Regions from separate parts of the Sus scrofa genome. Here region 2 is linked to region 1. A link is a contact called in public Hi-C data. All regions are on one chromosome and are shown on one strand. The core of a region is the stretch at or near the end of the contact, and the rest is flanking DNA. Distances in the headings are between cores, read along the strand shown.

Region 1 (4,699 bases), core at 402-2,901:
TATCTACATACAAAAGAATAAGATTAGACTCCTGTCACATGCAGAAATCAGCTTGAAATAGATTAAAAGCTTAAATGCAAGGCCTGAAACTGTAAAATTCCTACCCCCCAAAAAAAGGAAAAAATAGGGAAGAAGCTCCTTGACATTGTTCTTAGCAGTGGTTTCATGGATGTGACACCAGAAGCATGGGCAACTGTGGTAAAAATAACTGCATCAAATGAAAAAATCTGCACAGCAAAGGAAACAATGAAAAGGCAACCTACGGAATGAGAAAAAAATTTGCAAAACATACAAGAGGTTAATAGCCAAAAAATAAAAAGTCGGAGTTCCCATTGTGGCACAGCAGAAATGAACCCGACTAGGAACCACAAGGTTGCGGGTTCAATCCCTGGCATTGCTCGGTGGGTTAAGGATCTGGCGTTGCCGTGAGCTGTGATGTAGATCGCAGATGCGGCTCGGATCTGGCGTTGCTGTGGCATAGGCCAGTGGCTACAGTTCCGATTAGAGCCTTAACCTGGGAACCTCCATATGCCGTGGGTACCGCCCTAAAAAGGAAAAAAGACAAAATAAATAAAAAGTACCACTCAGTAGCAAAAAAAAAAAGCTTCAACAATGGGCAAAGGACCTGAACATTTTTTTCCAAAGAAGACATAGAGCCAAGAGTATGAAAAGGTGTATTGACCACAGTAATAATGAAAATGCAATTCAAAAACACAATGAGGTGCCTCATGCCTCTGAGGGTAACTATTACCAAAAAGACAGGAGATAGTAATAGTTGGTGAGGGTGTAGCAAAGAGTCCCTTTCATGATGTTGGTAAGAATGTAAATTGGTACAGCCACTATGGAAAACAGTATGGAGGTTCCTTAAAAAATTAAAAGTAGTACTGCCATCTGATCCAGCAATCCCACTTTCAGGTATATATCCAAATAAAATGAAATTAGTATTATCTGGATTCCCATGTTCATTGCACCTGTACTCACAGTGGCTAAGGTATGGAATCAACCTGTTGATGGATGAATGGATAAAGAAAATGTTGATCCTTGAATGGCATGAGGGGTGGGGACACGAATCCTCTGTGCAGTCGAAAATCTATAACCTCACAGTTGGCCCTCTGTGTCTGTGGTTCCACATCCTCCGCTTCATCCAACAAGGAGTCATATAATAATGTAGTATTTACTGAAAAAAATCGGTATATAAGTGTTCCATCGCAGTTCAAACCTATTGTTCAAGGGTCAACTATATATAATTACAATGTCATTTAACCATTAAAAAAAATCCTGCCATTTGCCACAATAGGGTTGAACTTGGAGGATGTGCTAAATAAGTAAAATAAGCCAGGCAGAAAGATAAACACTGTATGATCTAACTTATGTGTGAAATCTAAAAAGGTTGAATTCATAGAAGCAAGAAGTAGAGTGGTGGCTGCCAGAGCCTGGCAAGTGGGGGAATTGGAAAAAGGCTGGTCAAAGGATACAGACTTTCAGTTATAAGATGAATATGTTCTGAGACTCTTAACTATGGTATGGTTACTATGGTTAGTACTCTATTCTATACTTGAAATTTGCTGAGTGGATTTTAAGTGTCCTTAGCACACACAGAAAATGCTCTGTGAGGAGATGACTATGTTAGCGTGGTTGTGCTAATGCTTTCGCAATGTATATACTTACAGTCACATTGTATATCCTAAATATATACAATTTCCCCCTCAATAAAGCTGGGGAGAAAAGTGATGAGAGTGAACTTCCTTGCCTCATTCTTAATCTTAGGAGGGAAAGAAAGCATTCAAGTTCTGTTCTATTACTAGTTCGCTGAGAGTTTTGTCAATAATGGATGTTAAATTTTATCAGATGGTTTTACTGTAACTGTTGAGATGGTTATTTCTCCTAGTCTGTTAATATAATGAATTACGTAGATTTTCAAACATTTAGCTGTCCTTGAATTCCAGGTATTAAATCCCACTTGGTCATGATGTATTATCCTTTTTTATGTAGTAGATTTCATTTGCTAATACTTCATTGATTTTTTTTTTCTTATGTGATTATGAGATATATTTGTCTATGGTTTTCTTGCAAAAGACTATTCTGGTTTTGGTATCAGGGTATTGATGGCCTCATTAAATATGTTCTCTTTCCTTTTTAGCAGAGTTTGTTGTAGGTTTGTTATTATTTCTTATGTGCTTTGTAGAATTCACCATTGATGCCATCTGGAGTTTTCTTTGCTTTTCAATATGAAATCAGTTTCTTTCATAAATATTGAGCTATTGGCATGATTTCTTCAGTTAGCTTTGCTGTTGTGTGCCTTTCAAGGAGTTAGTATATTTCATTTAATTTGTTGAATGTATTGGTATAAAGTTTGTAATATTCCATTATTATCCTTTATATATTTGTAGGATCTGTAGTGATATTCTTTCATTGTGTATTTTGATTATGTAGCTCTTATATTTTATTTCTAATAGGTCTAGCTGAGAGATAAGTTTTTTTTTTAAAGAACTAGTTTTCAGCCTCATTGATTTTTCTGTTTTTTTTTAAATTTGGATATATTCTTATTATCTTTCTATAATAGATTCTGATTTAATTTCTTTATTGTGTAAGAACAAACTTTGTGTGATTTTAATTATTTTAAATTTATTAATGTTTGTTTATGACCCATGATGTGACTTATCTTGGTATGCCCTTGAAAAGAATGAGTATCATTCTGTGTGCCCTTGAAAGGAATGAGTATTATTTTGCTGCTTGTTTTGCAGATTTTTCTATTAATGTCAATTAGAGCCAATCACTTTCTTTTTTTGTTTGTTTGTTTGTCTTTCTGCCTTTTCTAGGGCTGCTTCCCACAGCATATGGAGGTTTCCAGGCTAAGGGTCGAATTGGAGCTGTAGCTGAGGGCTTTAGCCACAGCCACAGCAACACCAGATCTGAGCTGTGTCTGCGACCTACACCACAGCTCACGGCAACACTGGATCCTTAACCCACTGAGCAAGGCCGGGATGGAACCCGCAACCTCATGGTTCCTAGTCGGATTCATTAACCATTGCGCCACTATGGGAACTCCTAGAGTCAGTCACTTTGAATTGATGACATTTTTTTCAGTTCTTTTATATCCTTGTTGATTTTCTGCTTTCTGAGTGGGTGAAGACTCCAGTTGTAACCATCAGTTTGTTTATTCCTGCTGTCAGTCTCATTGGTTTTGCTTCCTGTACTTTGAAGCTCTGTTGCTAGTTGCATACACATTTAGTGAACTGGTCCTTTTATCAATATATAGAATGTAATGTCCCTCTTTGCTTTGAGATCTGTTTTGTCTGAGATTAATTATTCCAGCTTTCCTTTGGTTATGCTTGTATGACATAGCTTTCTCCATTCTTTCACTTTTAATCTACTCATATTATATTTGAAGTGAATTTCTTATTACTTGTTTAGAGTTTGGTCTTTTTTTTTCTTTTCTTTCTCTCCTCTGACAATTTTTTTTTTTTTTTTTTTTTTTTTTTTTTTTTTGTCTTTTTGCCATTTCTTGGGCCACACGTGTGGCATATGGAGGTTCCCAGACTAGGAGTCAAATCGGAGCTGTAGCTGCTGGCCTACGTCAGAGCCACAGCAACATAGGATCCGAGCCGCATCTGCGGCTTACACCACAGCTCATGGCAACACCAGATCCTTAACTCACTGAGCAAGGCCAGGGATCGAACCCGCAACCTCATGGTTCCTAGTTGGATTTGTTAACCACCGAGCCATGACAGGAACTCCTGACAATCTCTTTTTTAATTGGTATGTTTAAACAATTTGCATTTTATAGAATTATTGCTGTGTTTGGGATTAGGTCTATCATTTTATTACTGTTTTTTTTGTTCCCTCTATTTTTCATTCCTCAGTATTTCTTTTTCTCCCTTCTTTTGGGTTATCTGTACATTTTAAAATAATTTGAGTTTAATTTACCTAATGTAATTTTTATTATTGCTTTGTGTAGTGATTGTTCTAGTGATTACATTGTATATTGTGGGCCCAAAACTTTATTATACATCAAATGCTTAGTCGACTAAAGTAGTATTTTTGAAATCCAGTTGTGATTTTTTTGTTAGTGCTGAAATTTTCTGAATAAAGTTATTGAAAAATAATATAAACTTTTTCTAACATACAGTCTATTAATATATTATTGCCATGTGTAATTTTCTCAAAAAATACATATGACACTCCTACATTCTCCAGTGACTTGCTCTGTCTTCATAGTCTCGCCTAGGTTAATGCCTATCGATACCATACACCTCAGTTTTGCTTCTGAGTCAGAATTTTTATTTATATATGACTTGTAACTCCAACTCTGTAAGCTTTATACGAGCTAGCTTTTAGGAGAGTGCTAAGTTTAAATGATTCTGCTTATGTGATAGTAGTTGAAACAGTTAAATGACCCCAAAGAAAACTGCCTCTTGTGTGTAGTGTCAAAATTTTCCTTTATTTCTTCAAGTTTGTTTCCTCCTCTCTAAAATGAAAGATTTGAACTGCTTGAATGCTGGCAGTTTTTTGTGTTGCAGTATACTCTAATTTGGCTATGTCCAAATTAATTTAATCTAGTTTTGATAATTTACCAGTTAACTCAGTTAATTTAAAGGATTTTTGGCTTTGTTTCTATCAAAATAAATTCTTTTTTTTTTTTTTTTTTTTTTTTTTGTCTTTTTGCTATTTCTTGGGCCGCTCCTGCGGCATATGAAGA
Region 2 (4,397 bases), core at 235-2,734, 79 kb before region 1:
CTGAAGTACCAGCAACTTTTAAATTTTAATTAAAATTTTCTTGAGCCTTCTTCCCAAGCTCTGTGAGAGGTGTGATGGTCTCCCCAGATTGACTTATTAATTCTTGAGATTTTATAGACTTGCTCTCACATCCAGTTGCAAAATCCTGCCGTTGTTGAACTCGCATCTCTCTTGTCGGCATCTTGTCTCTGCTTTGGAATTCAGCCTCTTTCTTCTCCCTCCCCCATGACGACTTTCCCAAGCAAAGCCTGTGAAAGCCCACCTCCCTCTTGAACCTCCTCTTTCCCTTCTTCTCTCTTGACTCCCAAACTCTGCCGGATGTTTAGATTCGGATTGGTTTAGCTATGACTTGACTGCCTTTCCACTCCCAAGTGGATAATCAAGGTATTTTTCTAAACAAAGGTGGTTGTTGAGAGGAAGTCTGATGCAAATTCTTTGAAATGTATATATACTTCTATATTCATATGTATACACATATGTTCATATACACAAATACACATGTATACACACATAATACATGCACACTTATACATACATCCTCCGTGAACGTTATACACAATACATTGAAATAAATAATTACATGACTGTGTATAATTACATACATAGCAGCCACTATCTGTACACACACACACATATATATCCTACAACATATGTCTACACAGATCTGATCTACCTTCACTAAGGAACTGGTGAACTCCAGCCTCTGCCTGCTCCTGTTGGAATCGTATCCTCATCTTTTTATTTCTGCATCTCACAGATCCTGCTCTTTGATTGAAACGGATCCCGACCAGTTTGCACTGTTCGGTTTAGAACACAGGAGACTGGAGCTCTCTGTTCAGTCCCTCATTTGTTCAACCACACATCCACTCAACAGGCGATAACACAGCCCCCATGACAGCCCTGGGGTGGGATCCTATAAACGAAAAGTGATGTAAAGGAGGGAGGGGCCCCTGTCCTCAGAGACTTGAAATCCTGCTGCATGTGTGGCCCTTCACACACAAAACCAAGCATCCTCACATGCAGTTCTCATCAGAGGAACAACAAATTGGAGCACAGAGCTGGAGTCTTATAGTGCACAGCAGCGCTGCTGTTTCAGCAGAACTAGCAGGAGGGAAAAAGCCACTGTGGTCAAAAGAAACTGCTGGCTTATGGATTTTTTTTTTTTAATTACAATTTGCATGCTCTTGTAACAGCATTAGTTCTGCTTAGATGGCAGAGTGGCTTGTCTTAGGCCTGTTTAAAAAAGAGGTCAGGTGAAATGACTGTCGTAACAGCACCAAGCTAGTTGAAAACCACTGTGTCTTTCAGATGAGATGAAAAAAAACATACTCTGGAAATTCTTTCCCCACTAAACATCCCTTGAAGTCGTCTCAGAGACACACACAGAGGTGACGTCTTCTTCTCTCCCGAGTAGAGTCCTCAAGGAAAACAGCTTCCCAGCTCTGGGTGGTGGACCAGCCAAGTGCTCCAGCCGCCTGGGTCACTCTGATGTCTGCTACACGGCTGTGTTTGCGGTGAGGGACTTAACCCTTGTGTGGCACTTCCCATCTCTCCCCTCTAGTTCTGCAATTTTAACTGAACTCTACACTGAATCATCTAATCATTTATAACAGTTTTAAACACTTTGACACAGAAATTAGTAATGGCTGGATATATATGCAGAAATCCATGCCATGTTTGTTGCAGGGCCTCTTCATAAAAGCTGAGTAACTTTAATCCTATGTGCTGACAAAGATGATCTATATATGCCCTTGATCATTTTTTTAATTCAAAAATCAAATGTATACTTAATATAACCATAGAGGAATTTACATATGAGTTTCATGACAAATAGCAAGTCTTAAGATACTGAAGGGTGATATTCGTGAATGCAGAGGAAGGATGTGATGGCCTGTTTCTTGACAGTAGTGGCATTTGGTAAATGACTCCAAAATAGAGTGGTGCAGGTATTCATTCACCTTCCATCAAGTTCATTAGAGCCTTTCTAGGAACCGGTTCTGCTTTTCCGGAAAACTTCTGTGACAAAATTAAAGTTATTTGCTAGAGGCAATATTGGTGGTCTTAATTTGAAAACATTTAGCAAGATGAACCTAGCACACTGAATATGACGCTATGAGACGCTGACTTGTGCCTCGGTTTCAAAAACTGGCAATTCTTAGCGTTATACTCCCCCAGACTGCAGAGAACTGGCTGTTTCTGGGAATTCCTAACTTCTCACATGATGCTTCTTTTTACTGTTTACTTAGTCACACTGCTCAATGAAATGAGGGAATTACGTTCTAACTTGAACATCCTTTGTGTTTATATATAGATACACACACTTTTATTTTTTATTTTTTTTTAGGCCCGTACCCGAGGCATATGGGAGGTCCCAGGCTAGGGGTCGAATTGGAGCTGCAGCTGCCAGCCACAGCCACAGCAACGCCAGATCCAAGCCGAGTCTGTGGACTTACATCACAGCTCACGGCAATGCTAGATCCTTAACCCAAAGAGTGAGGTCAGGGATTGAACCCGCATCCTCTTGGTATTAGTCAGGTTCATTAACCCCTGAGCCATGACAGGAACTCCAAAGCAGATATTTCAAATTCTATAAATTATATCCAGATCCAGTATTAATCCTTTTTTAAAATTTGTTATTTTTACATATTTTTTATTTTTATTTATTTATTTATTTTTTTGTCTTTTTGCTATTTCTTTGGGCCGCTCCCGTGGCATATGGAGGTTCCCAGGCTAGGGGTCGAATCAGAGCTGTAGCCACTGGCCTACGCCAGAGCCACAGCAACGCGGGATCCAAGCCGCGTCTGCAACCTACACCACAGCTCATGGCAACGCCGGATCGTTAACCCACTGAGCAAGGCCAGGGACCGAACCCGCAACCTCATGGTTCCTAGTCGGATTCGTTAACCACTGCACCACAACAGGAAACTCCATATATTTTTTTAAAGATTACCTTCCATTTACAGTTATTATAAACTATTGGCTGTGTTCCCTGTGTTGTATGTACAGTGAGTTGTATGTACAATGTGTTGTATGTACTTGAACCTGTCTTACAACTAATAGTTTGTGCATCCTGCTCCCCACCCCTACACGACCGCTCCCCCTCCCCCATTAGTTTGTTCTCTATATCTGTGAGACTGCTTCTTTTGTGTTATATTCTCTAGTTTTTTGTATTTTTTTAGATGCCACATATAAGTGATATCATATTTATCCTTCTCTGTCTGACTTATTTTACTAAGCCATCTAAGGATGGCCCTCCAAGTCCATCCATATTGGTGCAAATGGCAAAATTTCTTCTTTTTATGGCTGAATAGTATTCCACTGTGTGTGTGTGTGTGTGTGTGTGTGTGTGTGTGTGTGTGTGTACATACATCTTTATCCATTCATCTGTTGATGGAACTTAGGTTGTTTCCATGTCTTTGCAATTGTAAATAATGCTGCTATGAACATTGGGGTGCATGTATCTTTTCAAGTTAGTGTGGAGGTTTTTTGTTTGTTTGTTTGGATGTATACACAGGAGTGAAATTGCTGGGTCATATGGTACTTCTATTTTTAGTTTCTTGAGAAACTTCCATACCGTTTTCCACAGTGGCTGTAGCAATTTACATTCCTACCAATAGCGTAGGAGGGCTCCCTTTTCTCCACATCCTCGCCAAAACTTGTCATTTGTGTTCTTTTTGATGATGGCTGTTCTGACAGGTATGACATGATATCTCATTGTGGTTTTGATTTTCATTTCCCTGATAATTAGTGATGTTCTAGTATTAATTCTTTAAGTTGGCCTGAATGCTGGAATGTCCTCTCCTTTTGTGATGCTATGTCATAAACAAGAGAGGTAAACAGGGGCTCTCGATAAATGATGTTGAAAAAATCAGGAGTGGCTCTCCTGGGCATTAGGATTTCAGGTGACTTTTGATGTTTAAGAAACTAGTTGAATTCTAACAGTGAGCCTGAATTGTTCATGTAATCAGAAAGATATTTGTAAATAAATAAAATTAGATCCTTACCTAACACTCTTTGCACAGAGAAGTTCCAGAAAGAATAAAGACCAAAGTGTGTGAAGCCAAACTTTTATACTATTAGAAAAAAATGTGCAGATTATTTTCAAGAACTTGAGTTAAGCAGAATTTCTTAAGCCAGAAAGAGCATGAATCATAAAGAAAAAGATAGAACTTTTCTTGTAGTTTTTAAATGATGGCAAAATTAAAGTTTAGCTTAAAAAAACACGCCACAGGCTAGGAGAAGATATTTGTAACATGTATTACGAAGCATCTAAAAACATAAGGAAATAAAATGAATAAGCAGAAAAACAAAACCCCCAATTTTTAAAAATCGGCAAAACATATGAAGAGGAAAGAGAAAAGAAAAACGAAATTCACAAAATATCCTCCTTATTATAC

What was found. A called contact is a pair of places that touch in the nucleus more often than the background predicts.
Region 2: a Hi-C map of alveolar macrophages shows a contact between it and region 1, with 2.2 times the contacts expected there. The contact joins two enhancer-like sites. A contact is called at or near these places in 2 of 5 promoter capture datasets (fetal liver and liver), 20 of 47 Hi-C or Micro-C datasets (alveolar macrophages, blood, embryonic fibroblasts and 10 more) and 2 of 2 datasets of contacts at active chromatin or transcription factors (alveolar macrophages and skeletal muscle).

Annotation. Positions count from the first base shown.
Region 1 is chr6:98,792,088-98,796,786 of Sscrofa11.1, reverse strand. The region is part of intron 1 of ANKRD12 (ankyrin repeat domain-containing protein 12); the gene reads left to right. Among named protein-coding and RNA genes, the nearest start is that of ANKRD12, 20 kb to the left of the region's middle. Within about 2 kb of position 1,651, at least 1 of the 83 cell types and tissues checked has an H3K27ac peak or open chromatin away from gene starts, as enhancers often do. A contact at or near this core is called in alveolar macrophages, where this site is marked.
Region 2 is chr6:98,871,063-98,875,459 of Sscrofa11.1, reverse strand. All of the region lies in intron 1 of LOC110261167 (a long non-coding RNA gene), which reads right to left. Among named protein-coding and RNA genes, the nearest start is that of NDUFV2, 21 kb to the right of the region's middle. Within about 2 kb of position 1,484, at least 11 of the 83 cell types and tissues checked have an H3K27ac peak or open chromatin away from gene starts, as enhancers often do. A contact at or near this core is called in alveolar macrophages, where this site is marked.